Regions from separate parts of the Zea mays genome. Here region 2 is linked to region 1. The links are chromatin contacts, called in public Hi-C maps. All regions are on one chromosome and are shown on one strand. Each heading gives the region's core, a stretch centred on a gene start, on an enhancer-like site or on the middle of the called end of the contact. The rest is flanking DNA. Distances are from core to core; before and after follow the strand shown. Region 1 holds the start of LOC100272250 (putative protein kinase superfamily protein). Region 2 holds the start of LOC100273803.

Region 1 (7,182 bases), core at 1,958-4,457:
GTGGAAACATAATCAGTGTAAGGAGGATTGGAAGATATTTCTCTTGCCAACCCAAAGTCAGCAATTTTAATAATACCATTTGTCACCAACAAATTCTCTGCACAAATAGAAGGAAAAAAACTAATTATTTTGACAGAAAGAAAGATAAGATAATTCCAATGTAATATCAACAAGACACATTACCAGGTTTTAAATCACGGTGAAAATACCCATTATTATGCATATATGCAAGACCTTGCAGTATCTGGACCATAAAGTTCCTTATATCCCTTTCAGGGAAAGCAACTTGCCTTTCCCTTATGACATCATATAAATTGCACTCCTGAAAGAAAAATCAGCTGACATTTCAGCAAGGAACAAACTACATAAATACCGGTTAGATGCAAGTAAGAAAGCAACTTAGGAAAATTCGATGCCTCATCTGAAAGAAGTATACACCTGTCACTAAGTGAGCATAATACATCACAAATATAAGGGAATAGGTTAACTCATTTAATGAAGAAACATAGGTGAACTAATTGGCTAATATAATACAACATACACCAAAAAATTAGTACATTTAATGTCGTTCTCGTGTTAACCATCACAAATCATCATCTCACCAATGTGTGCCTTAGGGAATAGCATGGTGAATTAGCCTTTTTTTCTCTTCCTTTAATTTATACAAAAATATAGTAAAAAACATGCTAGATGTAGCAAGGACTAAACCATGTGTTCAAAGATGAAGAACAGCTCATGGTTTTCCATCGTCACTTCCTTCAGCTTCACAATGTTAGGGTGAAATAGTTTCTGAAGGGCCTGCAGAAAAATAGTTCTTTCTTTGTTAAGAAAATCAAGCTGCAGGATAGTATCTATTGAGGCCCTGTTTGGTTTCTTTAGTCACTAGACTAAAATTTAGTGACTAAAGTTTAGTCCCTAAAGTATCCAGTTTGGTTCCAATGACTAAACCAGACTAAAAAGCATTAATTGCTATGAATAATGATTGTTTTACCCCTATTAATTAATGAATGTTTGCTATAAGAAGAAAGTGAAAAGGGCAAATAAGGTAAAAATACTACTTTAGCCCCTTTTAGTTACCCTCTTGGTGACTAAAGAACTAAAGTTTAGTCCCTCCACTTTAGTCACCATGTTTACTTATTTAGGGACTAAAAGTGACTAAACTTTAGTCACCCAAAACCAAACGGGGTCTGAATATGTATGTGATCCTCTTTGACAAAAGAGAATACCTTCACTTCTCGCAGACTAATACATTCTTCCCAATGACAAAATTTTCTCTTCATTTTTTTAACAGCAACCTGGATGGAGCAAAGAGAACAAGTTAGTTGGTGTAAATGCTGTAAGTGCCAGCTAATTTTCATAATAACGTCTCTTCAGTGAAATAGCCAAATGAGTACAATATGCTATTGCTGAAATTGAGCCTGTAACATCATGCATAGACGATTGGGTACACACATTCTTGGAAGAACAAAATGTTTCAATTGGTGAGTTCTTGCACTTACAATTTCATTAGTTTCTACATTAGAAGCCATAAAAACATTCCCACAGGTTCCATCACCTATCTTCCGTATCAATTTGTACCTGTAAGAAATAGGAAGTAAAGGTCAAATTAACCTTCCAGACCATCTAAAGTAAAAAGTGAAAAGAGCACTTACTACTTACCTTTCCATGATTCTTAATCTAACCAAAGAGTGTTTGCCAAAAATCACTGAGAACAAATAGAACCCCGCAGCAAAGATCCCTCGCCACCTTCAAAACTCAGCGCATCCACCTCAAAACTAGGTCCACCTATACATGGTTGCATCAGAAGAAGGAAGTTCCACTGGAGGGTTTCGCAACATGAATGATTAAGCATCATTATGTGCACAACCGTCATGCTTTATTGCAGCTTGAGCAAGCTTCAGCGGAAGATCTTCATCACTGGTATGCGTTGGCTGAAACCGTTGGCGGCCAGAAAAAAGGGCAGATAGGTTTCAGACCAAAGCATTTTTAGCCTAAAGTGCATGGAAAAATCTGCAATGTAAGAGTAAAAGAAATATTTGCTTCAATACTTGGTACAGAACATAATATTACCCTCCTCCACACAGAAACTAAGTAAACAAGCCATTGAGATACAGGAACTAAGCAAGCAAACCCTGAGGAATATATGCATCGGTTTTTCATTTCGTGCACCGAAAAACAGTTGTACCGTGCAAAACAAAGCCTAAAACAGGCTATAAAGGACCTCTGGAGACAGGCACTTTCCACATTCGATTCGGTTGCGAGTGCAGTCGACAGACACGGCAATCAAATTGGTATACTTTGGCCTTATTAACCGTATACCCTGCGTGAGTTCAATTGCCTGCTGAAAAGAAGATTTAAACAGGTCCAGTTGAGATCCAAATCGATGAAGAGGGAGCGAAAGGATAGAAGCAATCAAATTTACCCAACATGCATCGTCGCTATGCCTACACGCGGCAAAGTAGCAAGCACGTGAGTCGTGAACAATGCAAAAGGTGATCGAACGGTAACAGCTATCAAACAAAGCAAGAAGTGGGGGGAAAAGAAGTGGTACAAGAGTACAAACGAAACTAACGCGTCACATAACGGCCTGCCTGCCGGCCGGCCGTGTGGCTCCAAGGCGCGGGGTGATCTTCTTCTTCGTCCCTACCTAGAAGATTCGAATCCGCGAACAGAGCGACGCCGCGAATCGCGAACGAACAAGAACACCACGCGCGTCACACGACGTGACGCAATTGGTTGAGAATTGAGATAAGATGTGTAGACACCACGCCCCGGGGGGAGGGTCGTCGTGGAATGCGGGGTCCCGATTCGATTGCTTGAGGCAGGGGCTACCTAACGGGGAAAGGCGGCGCGGTTGGACCCGCGAGGGGGAAAATGTAGGGCAATCGAACCGCAAATTGGCACTCTGACCTGCACCGAGCAGAGCAAATTCGCGGCGGGCGAGCACGGCGGGCACGCCCGTTCCGGGACGGAATTGCCAGGGTTAACCCGATGTCCTCGCGGCGAGGAAACGAAAAACGGCAGGGCAGAGCAGGACGAGGAGCAATCCATCGACGCGAACCGAGGCAGGGCAGGGCAGGGCATGCTTACCGGTGAAAGAGGAGTCCGATCCCGGCCCTGAGGGGTCTCCTCTGCCCGTCGACGAGGTGGAGCGGGGGAGCCAGTCGGCGAGGTGGGGGATCGCGGGGCGATATTTGGGACGGAACGACGCCGCGAGAAATTGGGGAAGAAGACGAGACGAGACGAAGACGAAAAAATATAGATGGATGGCGAGACTTGGGGTGGGGACGGGCGCGGTACGAGATTACCGCTCTGCCCTCGTGGGCTCAGTACTGTCACGACCGGGAGACGGGAGAGTTGTGGCTGGGGCCTGGGGGAGGGCCGAGTGGATAGGCACGGCGAGGGTAGGGTCGTCATTTCCGGACGTAACGGCGTCGGACTCCCGCGCTGCCGCTAGGTGTACAACTACCGTGGTGCTGGGCTGGTGTACGCCTAGCTCTTCGCGTTCGGTTTTCGGGCGGGGCCGCATTGATTGCCAAGGGGAAACAGTTTACTGTAGCAGGTTTGAAAACTTGACGCGGTACACCCGCCGCCTGCCGTTGGATTGGATCATTCGCGCCGCTGCTGGTTTCTGTGCGTCGACCGCGTGTTCCTTTCGCGACCTTTGAAGATTATTATTATTATTATTATTATTATTATTATTATTATTATTATTATTATTATTATTATTATTATTATTATTATTATTATTATTATTATTATTATCATCTTTTCTAATCTAAGGCACAGTTTATATAGTAAAATCTCCTATGTATTTAAAAACAAATTTGTGTTATGACTTAGCACAGATGGAACATCACGTATGTCTATCCCGTGCAAGACACGATCTGTGTTGTGATTATAATCGGAAATATAGCAAATCATCTTCTTCCTTCGTGTGCAAGACACGGAGAGATGGCAGCGATTATAATAATAATCTAATAAACAATGGACGGCCTCCACGCTGATTCCGTGCAAGTCAGGATCAAGAAGAAATATATGCTGCGGCATATTCTATTTCTATCCTGGAAGGGAGAACCGGAGAAGGCCGTCGAAACAATTTTTTTAAAGAACCGTAGCGAATGCTAATTGATCATGATTCAAATATTTCTTTACAATTTATTTGAACTCTTAGTTAATTTTAGTTTAAAAATAAATAAAATTAGAGAATGATTTTAATCCGATCCGATCATTAAAGTTTACATCATGCATATCCAAGAGAGGCTCTAAACAAGTTCTCATTTTAAATATAAAACTCAAAATCATAAAACATTCTTACAAGAGCGACCGTATTTTATAAAAATTCATCAAACGATTATAAGTCTTGGTCTCTCGAGTCCTAAATACAATACCCAATATACTAGGGTTCTATCCTCGTTTCATCTTAATATCTAATTATTTATTTCCTAATAACAATGATTTATTTCTTAAATAATATTACTTAAGGTCTAACGGTTGGAGTAACAAAAATGAAGTCCTAAACACTCTAAGGGCTAGTTTGGAAACTCAAATCCCCTTCAGGATTGGACGAGATTGAAAAGTAAATTAGTTCATTTCCACCTCAATCTCCTCCAATCTCGAAAAGGATTTGAGGTTCCCAAAGTAGCCCTAAGGGCTGTTTGGCACGGTAGAGCTAGGCATACACCAGCACCAGTGCACCAGTACACGACTTCTGGTAAAAAGTGAAGCCAGGCGGTCATTTTCTAATTGTAGTTTATATTTTTGAATTACTTTTAGCATATATGCTATGCAGGTTTTATGTTTCCATGAGTTTTGGTTGTCTCATAAATGATGTTTATTTGGAAATTTTGTTCCATACGGTATGGGCACTTGGTGCGATGAGTACGCTATGATAGCATGTGAGATTTTTGCTGACGAAGTACTCATCGGAAGTCGTCCAGGCACTCCTTTGAACAAAATTGGTTATCAAAATGTGATTCAAATTTTTAAAGAAAGGACAGTAGTTGTGTACACACGAAAACAATTTAAGAGCAAATGGTACATATTGAAAATTGATAATGGAATTTGAAAGTAATTAACAAAATAGATTAATTTAGGATGGGATAGTGGTAAAAAATAGTATGCCTGAAGAATGGTGGAAAATATGGTAAAGGAAAATGAGGATCACTAAGCTACTATGTTCGAAGACCTGGGTGATGATTATTGGAGTGCATCCAAATGTTGATCAATCACCCATAGATGTTGATGTGGAATTTGAACCCGTTAATGAGTAGTGAACTTGAGGAGGTCACCCCTAGTAGCGGTAAAGGAAAGAGGGTTGGAGTCTCTACCACTAACAAAGGTAAACGAGCGAGAGTGGTAAACCAAATTGGGTTCATCAAATACTTGAGATGGTAGGGAGAACCATAGAGACTTGTGAGTCCATTGCTAGGAGGGTGGAAACATCTGGATGCTCGATCCAACATGTTATGACATTGGTGAAGGAATGTGGTGCCACTGTTGGAACAAAGGAGCATTTCATTGCCTCTATATTGTTTACTAAAAGAGCGGAAAGAGAGATGTTCATGACTATGGATACTCCGGAAGATAGATTTTTGTGGTTGGAGAGCAAGCATGAATGGATGACAAGAAATGATATGACTAGGAAAAAATTTAGTTATCGGTTTAAATAAGACGGTGCTCCTTATATTTCTATCCAGACATTGTAATAATGAATGCATTTTTTCATACTCATGGTGCTATGTTGATAATAGTATTGTTCTTACTTTGTATCTCTCAAATGTAGTGAGGATATATCTAGTGGTGTTCTTGATGCTGATATTGACATGCATGACAGCTTGATGGGTATGGATGATGATCATACTACCTCTGGTTTATGGTGTTACTGATAGTGACTCTAATGATGACACTATTATTGGCAAATTTTACCATTGGTAAGATGTGCACAAAATAGTCTACTTTGTGTAGCTATCATTGCATCCAACTAGTATTTCAAGTATCATGGTAAAAATGAAGTTAGGACATCCCCACAAAGTGGATATGGCTGTTTGATGGAATTTTTAAAACACTTGGATCAAGTCATAACGTGTTTCTGAAAGTCGCCTAGAGGGGGGGTGAATAGGGCGAAACTGAAATTTACAAATATAAACACAACTACAAGCCGGGTTAGCGTTAGAAATATAAACGAGTCCGCGAGAGAGGGCGCAAAACAAATCGCGAGCAAATAATGAAGTGTGACACACGGATTTGTTTTACCGAGGTTCGGTTCTCTCAAACCTACTCCCCGTTGAGGAGGCCACAAAGGCCGGGTCTCTTTCAACCCTTCCCTCTCTCAAACGGTCCCTCGGACCGAGTGAGCTTCTCTTCTCAAATCAAAGCCGGGAACAAAACTTCCCCGCAAGGGCCACCACACAATTGGTGCCTCTTGCCTTGATTACAATGGAGTTTTGATCACAAGAACAAGTGAGAAAAAAAAGAAGCAATCCAAGCGCAAGAGCTCAAAAGAACACGGCAAATCACTCTCACTAGTCGCTAGGGCTTTGTGTGGAATTGGAGAGGATTTGATCTCTTTGGTGTGTCTAGAATTGAATGCTAGAGCTCTTGTAGTAGTTGGGAAGTGGAAAACTTGGATGCAATGAATGGTGGGGTGGTTGGGGTATTTATAGCCCCAACCACCAAAAGTGGCCGTTGGGAGGCTGTCTGCTCGATGGCGCACCGGACAGTCCGGTGCACACCGGACAGTCCGGTGCCCCCTGCCACGTCATCACTGCCGTTGGATTCTGACCGTTGGAGCTTCTGACTTGTGGGCCCGCCTGGGTGTCCGGTGCACACCGGACAGGTACTGTTTGCTGTCCGGTGTGCCAGCATGGGCGCGCCTGCCATCTGCGCGCGCAGAGCGCGCATTAAATGCGCGGCAGAGAGCCGTTGGCGCGGAGATAGCCGTTGCTCCGGAGTCGCACCGGACAGTCCGGTGCACACCGGACAGTCCGGTGAATTATAGTGGACGAGCCGTTGGCTTTTCCCGAAGCTGGCGAGTTCCTGAGGCCGACCTCCCTTGACGCACCGGACACTGTCCGGTGTACACCGGACAGTCCGGTGAATTATAGCGCGAGTGCCTCCGGAAATTCCCGAAGGTAGCGAGTTTGAGTCTGAGTCCCCCTGGTGCACCGGACATGTCCGGTG
Region 2 (7,182 bases), core at 1,954-4,453, 280 kb before region 1:
TGTCTTTGTTCATTGATTTACAGATAATGCATGATGTGCATGCTGTAATTGGTGAGCTTTCAGAATCAGGCAGCTTTATTGGACATGTGAATCAGTCACTAGGGTCATGCCCCATTGAAGTATTTAATCTTGTGAAAGGAAGTATATTGCAAGCTGCTGAACCTTTAAAGGAGCTGTTGCCTGCAATAATGGATGTCATGATTGGAATCATAGTTAAGAAGTCTAATGAGGTGAGTAGGACGCCATAAACTTGTGATGCTACTACCTGCCTATTTTTAGTTATCACAGTTCATCACTTCTCCCCTGCAAACAAGATTACAAAAGGGTTTTGGTCTCTTATTATTTTGCTAGTGAAGAGCTAATTTTACATTCTATGCAAAAGAGAGAACATAATGGAAAAGCTGCACAGTGTACACTTAGGAATCAAATATTGCCTAGGCAAGTGTTGCACTTGTCAGCATTTCTTTTTCCTAGCATGAGACTTTGAAACTATATTCCTCCTGTTCTTTGACTGGGCAACTATTTTTGAATTGATTGTAGGACCTGAAGCACCTGAAAGGAATAACAGCGACATATAGGATGACGAGTAAACTTCCAGTCAGGCATTCTCCATATGTATCAGGGATTTTACATCCACTGAAGGTCAATGGACTGTTTTACCCTTGTTTTACGATTTATGTTCATCTAATTCAAGCAAAGCAGCTGAACTAGCACATGGATGTTCTATAGTAGCACACTTGTTAGAAAATGATACATTTGCTATTTAGGACCTCGGGGCTTTCATTTACTGATTTACCCAAGGGAAGCGTTTGGGGTACATTTTAAATTTATTTCTGGTCAATGTAGTATTTTAGTCATATTGTTGTTAAATGCAAAGCCTACCCCAGCTTGCTTGAGACTAAAAGATTTTGTTGTTGTTGTTAAATGCATCATATCTCATTATTATGATGTCCTGTATTTTCTATATTTCTTTGCCATACCTCTGGCGGTGTTAGAATCATTTCATACGCTTGTTTCTGTAAGGTCTTTTATCCTGAGATTTTCCATTTGTTCGTGTAGGTGTTTCTTGAAGGGGACCGTATGCACTATCTATCAGAAGATGATAAAACTAAGTTGTGTCGTGGGTCTGCAAATAAGATTACTGCAACCTACTATGACTTGGTCTCTGAAGTTGTCACTGTGGTGAGTAAGGATTGCCTATCTGCTTATGAAAATATGTTTTCGACCCACCAGTTACTTAGACCGATTCATTTCAATTCTGAAGGCAAGGAAAACCGAGTCTTCATTGCAGAGACTGCGCCAAGGTGCACAAAGGCGAGTAGGAGCTAGTACAGATGCCTCAGATAGCATCATATCTGATACAGACAAGATCTGTATGCAGCTATTTCTTGATATTCAGGTTTGCTGTCTGCCCCTTCTTCCCTTGTGCTCATAAAAAAAATGATATTGATGCAATGTGATGGCCATGAAAAATTTATCTGTCTATATTCCTTCTTTGCATCTAAATCAAACAATGTTCTCATTTTGGATTTATTTGGCGCCCAAGCTTAAGTTGCAACCAGCTTGGTTTGGCCTCACCCCTATATATGTGGCTATAGATGAGCACGAAGTGACACCTCTGGGCTCTGACATGTTCTATTGGTCGCACTATTTTACAGGAGTACGCACGGAACCTTCGTGCGATAGGAATAGACGCGAGAGAGATTGATTCCTACAGAGCTCTATGGCAGTGTGTTGCCCCAAAGGACAGGCACGAGAACATCCAGTTTTGATGTAAAGAACGCTGTCAGTATATATAAAATAAAATTGTCAACCCGTAGATATCTCAGTATGTGAAAATGATACGGTTGGCACTGGTTCATCCAGTCTTCAACGACATGACACCCTGTCAGTTTGTGAAACAAGGACGTGTTTGGTTTGATGAATGAGGTGGTACATTTCTCTCTTACTTCTTATTTTTATATTTGGTTTTTAGAATAGTACGAGTTGATTCATCACCATTTCATTCCTCGTAAGCTAATAATTAGTATATAAGTAATGAATGAGTTGATCCTATGGAAATTTATAGATGAAATTATGATGCATCATATTATAAAGCATGAGTGACTCTACGAACCAAATAAGTGTTGTTTTTGCAATTGCGGCCATGATTGGAGTTGGAGCTGGAGCGGCTATAGCCTGTGTGTCACTGGTGATGACAGGACAGGAGCGTCGCCGGCTATAGCCTGTGTCTCTGTTTGGCACGTCTTTCGTCTTCGGGCCCAGTCCTGAGGGGAGATGTTTGTGCCCTCGTCCTCCCAGCTTCCAAGTCTAGGAGCTCCTGCTCCTTGATGCTGGCACAGTGGGATAAAATAAAAATCTACATCAGACAGTGGTTGGCAAATTGATCTGTCTTCCCAACAGGCCACAGGCCTCATCTGCTCTGGCCTCTGGCACGGTGGTCACTGCAGTGCTCACTCCCGTCCAGCATGGCTCGAACCTGCCTGTCGCCTTTACTCACCCCTGTGCCGTCATGCTGACGGCGCTCTCAACTCAGGGTTAACGGGGCCAAAACCCAAAAGGATATAATTAAATTACATCCATTCGCCCATTTTTTAAAAGAAAACAAAATAAATTAAATCAAGTTTTTTTAGATGAAAAAAATGCAAATGCATTGCTCGTAACTTTTTTTAACTAAAATCCCTCGAAAGCAAAGCATGCCGGAGGAGACTTTCGGGATCACATTGCATGCCAAGGCGCCATTGTTAATCCAAAAGAACATAAAAGGCACACTCCTAATATATCTCTCTCTCCACGTCGCCTTTCGCCGTCGTCTTTTGCTCACCAACTCCAGCAGTGTGCGACTCCGTATCCCTAAAACGCGCGGCCGACACATTCTCTCTCCTCTCCGTATCCGGCTCCGTTTCCAGCAACACTCCCCATCCCACTCCGCATGCAGTCTATGACACCTGGGCCCCGCCAGCAGGCGCGCGCGCACGCAGAGAGTTGCGGAGAGGAGAGAGAAAGTGTGGAAATGGGGAGCGCAGGGACACGGCGTCCATTTTGCGGAGAGGGATGCGGAGTCTGCTGGAGCGCGCAACAGTGCCTCAGACCGCGCAAAATGGGGATGCGGAGTCGGATACGGAGTCTTGCTGGAGTTGGTCTAACGCTTCGCCTTTCGACCCCCCTTTCCTCCGACTTCTTTCAGCAGCATCCCCTAGTCCTCGCCTGGACTCCGCGGAGTCTTTGGTTGCTCCGAGTTCCTCGCCTGGTTTTCGGCAAGGTGAGCTGCTCCTTTCGCCGTTCCTCTGGGAGTTTCCCCGGTTGCTTGTTGCTTCCCGTTTTCCTTCTCGGTCTGCAAGGCCTTCTGATTGCTGGCGGCTCACCTTTTCGCAGGCCAAGGAAAGGTGGTCACTTCACTTCTGTTTTTTTTTTTTTACTGCCGCCGCAAACCTCCGCTCCTGTGCCATACCGCCATTCCATTCTTAATCTGGGCGCCGAAGAAGAGAGGACGGGAGCGAGGTCCGGTCGAAGAATCGTAGCGGATTGGGGGAGGGGGGAGCGGCGGCGGCGGCGGCGGAGGCCGGTCGGTATGATTCAACTGCTGTTCCTCGTGCTGTTCGCGGAGGGCGCGGTGGCGCTGCTCCTCATGGTGAAGGTCGGGCCGCTGCGGGAGCTTGCGATGCGCGGCGTGGACCAGGTGAAGACGGGCAAGGGCCCGGCCACGGTCAAGACGCTGGCGTGCACGCTCTCCGTCATCCTCATGTCCAGCGTCGCCAGCATCCTCAAGATCCAGAACAGGGGGCTCAAGCTCGGCACCGTCAGCCCCATGGACCAGGTGCTCTGGAGGACGCACCTCCTCGAGGCATCCCTCATCGGTGAGCATCCCACTCCGCCCTTCTTTGCTTATTCCTCACTCACGGCAAAATGCCAGTAGCTTAGCGTTGACAAGTGGGGTTTTTTTAGAAGATTATTAATGGACTGGTGGTATGGATGCTTTGACTCAGTAGTGGTTGGCTGATCGTTGCTCAAATGCGTAGCGTAGGTGGTAGACAAAGTAGAAATCTAGCACCCAATGTTTCTGGATTCAGTTGCCAATCTAGAACTCGATTCTCAGAAGGGCAGAAATCGCAGGCTCTCTGATCCACATTTTGTATTGGACCCAGGGGTCTTGCCTAGTCTGAAATCTTGATTACAAGGGTCTTACTTTACCGTCAAGGATTGCTGCTTTTAGTAATCACTGTTTAGTAGTACAGTAGTCAGCAGCCATCTCATTTGTTTACCTGGAGAGTCAACTGTTCAAGAATAGGAGGTTAGAATAGTCTATTAGGATACTATAAGAACTCCCACTAGATTGCATTTCGATGACTCTTGTTCCTTGCTCCCTAGTCCCTAGGCAAAAAAGAAAGATGGTACCATGCTGTAGCAACAACTTTATCTTCAGTAATTGTTTCGTTCTGTTGGAATTTAACTATAGTCGTTTTTTACAAGTTCTTGGTATGGATGAACTGTCCGCTTACAAGTTCTTGGTAATTGTCTCAGTCAGTAATATTAAGGAGATACTAGATAAGGTGAGTTCTCAATGTAACGTTTGTCCTCCAAACCAAACCTTTGTAATTACTCTAGTGCTGTTTGCTTTAGTTAGTGATCTCAGTCAAATACCAGTATGGCTTAGTAATCTCAGTTATAGCTTACTTTTTCAGAATGGTGATGTGCAAGCTAAAAAATAGTTTGGCGCTTGGGGGAATCAGTAGGGAAGAATTTGTTTCACATTTTACAATTTAGGATCTGCTAAAATATTTCGCATTTTACAGTTTAGGATCTGCTAAAAATGATACAAAGGAGAATTTCCGTTTATCAGAGAGATTCCTATCAAAAAAATGGTAAAGGTAGGCCTCAGAGGATATTTGAAGTTCCCATTGAACCTATACTTTGATGGGAATGTCGAACACATACAATTTTAGCACAGCACAATGTTGTTTCCCCTTTCTGAAAAAAGTAGCGTATAATCTTTCTAGTTAACAATTAAATCTGACACTGTGTTCTCATACATTTCGTTTGGTTTCTCCTTGTAGGATACACGCTATTCCTTGCATTTGTAATCGACCGGCTGCACCACTACCTGCGAAAGCTGATGACACTGAGGAAAACATCCAGCACATCCAGAGAGGAGGTGGAGAAACTTCAGATGGAGAACCGGTCGCTCCGCGAAAAGGAGGAGAAGTCCTCCAGTGAGACGAAGAGGCTTCAGCGAGAGATTGCGAGGCTGAATGAGGGCATGAAGAAGCTGAAATCTGAGACCGAAGAGCACGAGAGGAAGGCGTCGGTGGCAGAGGCCCATGTCGACGCGCTGCAGAAGCAGTCGGAGGAGCTGCTCCTGGAGTACGACCGGTTGCTGGAAGACAACCAGATTCTGCAGACTCAGCTACTTAGCAGAGGCTAAGCTAAGGAGCTTGGTTTGTTAGCAAGACTCCTTTACCAGGTAGTGTCGTAGAGCCAAGGACTTGCCCGATTCTGAATGCTTACATGCCGCGGTTCTAAATTTCGGCATGTCCATTGTGGTTCTTGGCGTCCATGCTGTTCCTAACTTGTGATCTTGTTGATGTATGGATGCAGCGTGTATTTTTAGAGTTCATGTTTCTTCCATTTCCGATAGATGGAGGTACATGATGTAAGGTCCAGGAACGACGGGACGTCCTTGAGGAATTCGGTAGTCAAGGCTCTCAGAATGTGCTTGAAAAAAATCGGAGTGGCATGTTACGCAGATTCTGATTCGTCCTGAACTTGAAGCCTGCATGAATGAACCAAAGTTGCCTGAAAAAAAAGGCTGAACTTTTGAAATTCAGCAAAGAAGGCAATCGTCGTGCTTTCGATTTTCGATTGAATTTGCCCAATCGTCGTGGATGGGCGGCCGCTAAAAAAATGTTTTCACCAACTCGTAGTTTATTTTCAGACGAGACCAAAATGGATCTATGCTTTAGTGCACAAAGGAGACAACCGACCAAAATCTCACCAATTAGGTCCAGTAGAAAATTCCGTGGGCCTGGACAGGGCGTAGGTTGCTTTGAATTGAAATAGAATTAATCAAGATCGGTAGACATATCCATTTTCACTGGCAATTAGTGCTAATTAAATTAAAATAGTGGGAAGAAGGCATATACAGACGCGGTGGAGGTATATATACAGAGCTTAACACTAGCACAATTTACTATGCTGTCCACGATCCATTGCCCGTCGATGGTCACTTCACGCATCAAGCACCACTCTGGCCTATAGCTTTCAAACTCACTGCAGCTTCATCGATCTCTTCAAAGGAACGATCGATGCCATCCATGTACATGTTTGCCTGGAGAAAAAGGTTGTTATCAGCAAACAACGTCAAGGAAACCAAATGTTCTTTACGGACCAGTATCCTTTTTGGAAATCAAATAGGCTTCTAGCTAGGACGTACAGCCTCGCAAACTTGATTATACTTCCCACAGATTTCCTGTATTTTCTTATTTCCAGCTTCAGCAACCGAATCAGCTTGAGAGCATAATTCAGCAACCTGCGTTGTTCACAGAATCGGCAGACAGTATGTCAGAAATCGTGAGAGATGTACAATATAAAGAAAAGATGACAACAGCACACAGGCTTTGAAAATGAAGTAATGGATGCATAGCCTACGTTTTCCATTCTAGATTTGTAGAACCACAGCTACTAATCAGGCTCCAAGGTAAACTGGATTTGGCAACTCATGCAGTGCAATTTCAAAAGGATCCTAATTTCAGCAGCAGAACATTCAGGATAAGAAACATCACCTTTTCAAGCTTTTCCTTTATTTTTATTTCTTTCTCCTCAAGGCACTTGTGCTCCGATTCGACTTCAGATTTCAACGCGTTCATCTTCAGATTGTTCTCTGCAACTCTTTGATCCCTTTCTTTCTCCTTTGCGTTCAGAATGCCCTCGTTCTCGAGTACTAATTGCAAGATGTTGATGCACAGTAATGTGCTTATAACATTTGAACTAAGAACTGATTGAATAGTACTTGAGCAATGTTAAAAATATATTAACCTTTCAATTGCCACTCAGCAGCTTTATTGCGAAGTGCCTTTATCTCCAAATTTTGATCACCAATCTTCTCTTTGTGTGCTTTAACATCCTTCTCAGAAGCTTTAGCAACAGTGCCCTAGCATGAACAAGATATTTGTACAGTCATCGTTA

What was found. A called contact is a pair of places that touch in the nucleus more often than the background predicts.
Region 2: a contact with region 1 is called in a Hi-C map of endosperm, with 2.4 times the contacts expected there. The contact joins the promoter of LOC100273803 here to the promoter of LOC100272250 in region 1. A contact is called at or near these places in 2 of 25 Hi-C or Micro-C datasets (endosperm and tassel).

The regions. Positions count from the first base shown.
Region 1 is chr1:304,807,824-304,815,005 of Zm-B73-REFERENCE-NAM-5.0, reverse strand. It overlaps LOC100272250 (putative protein kinase superfamily protein), which reads right to left and starts at 3,207. Exons shown (of 18, transcript NM_001146745.1): 1 at 3,091-3,207; 2 at 1,660-2,010; 3 at 1,500-1,578; 4 at 1,227-1,295; 5 at 709-798; 6 at 184-322; 7 at 1-97. The coding sequence starts at 1,667.
Region 2 is chr1:305,084,939-305,092,120 of Zm-B73-REFERENCE-NAM-5.0, reverse strand. LOC100273803 reads left to right here and starts at 3,203. Exons shown (of 3, transcript NM_001148205.2): 1 at 3,203-3,262; 2 at 3,376-3,857; 3 at 5,055-5,715. The coding sequence starts at 3,572. The coding sequence ends at 5,422. It overlaps LOC100283696 (nuf2 family protein), which reads right to left. Exons shown (of 10, transcript NM_001156597.3): 7 at 7,033-7,147; 8 at 6,780-6,937; 9 at 6,431-6,526; 10 at 6,024-6,325. The coding sequence ends at 6,233. It overlaps LOC100383630, which reads left to right. Exons shown (of 12, transcript NM_001366826.1): 8 at 24-230; 9 at 541-642; 10 at 1,060-1,182; 11 at 1,265-1,399; 12 at 1,659-1,920. The coding sequence ends at 1,772.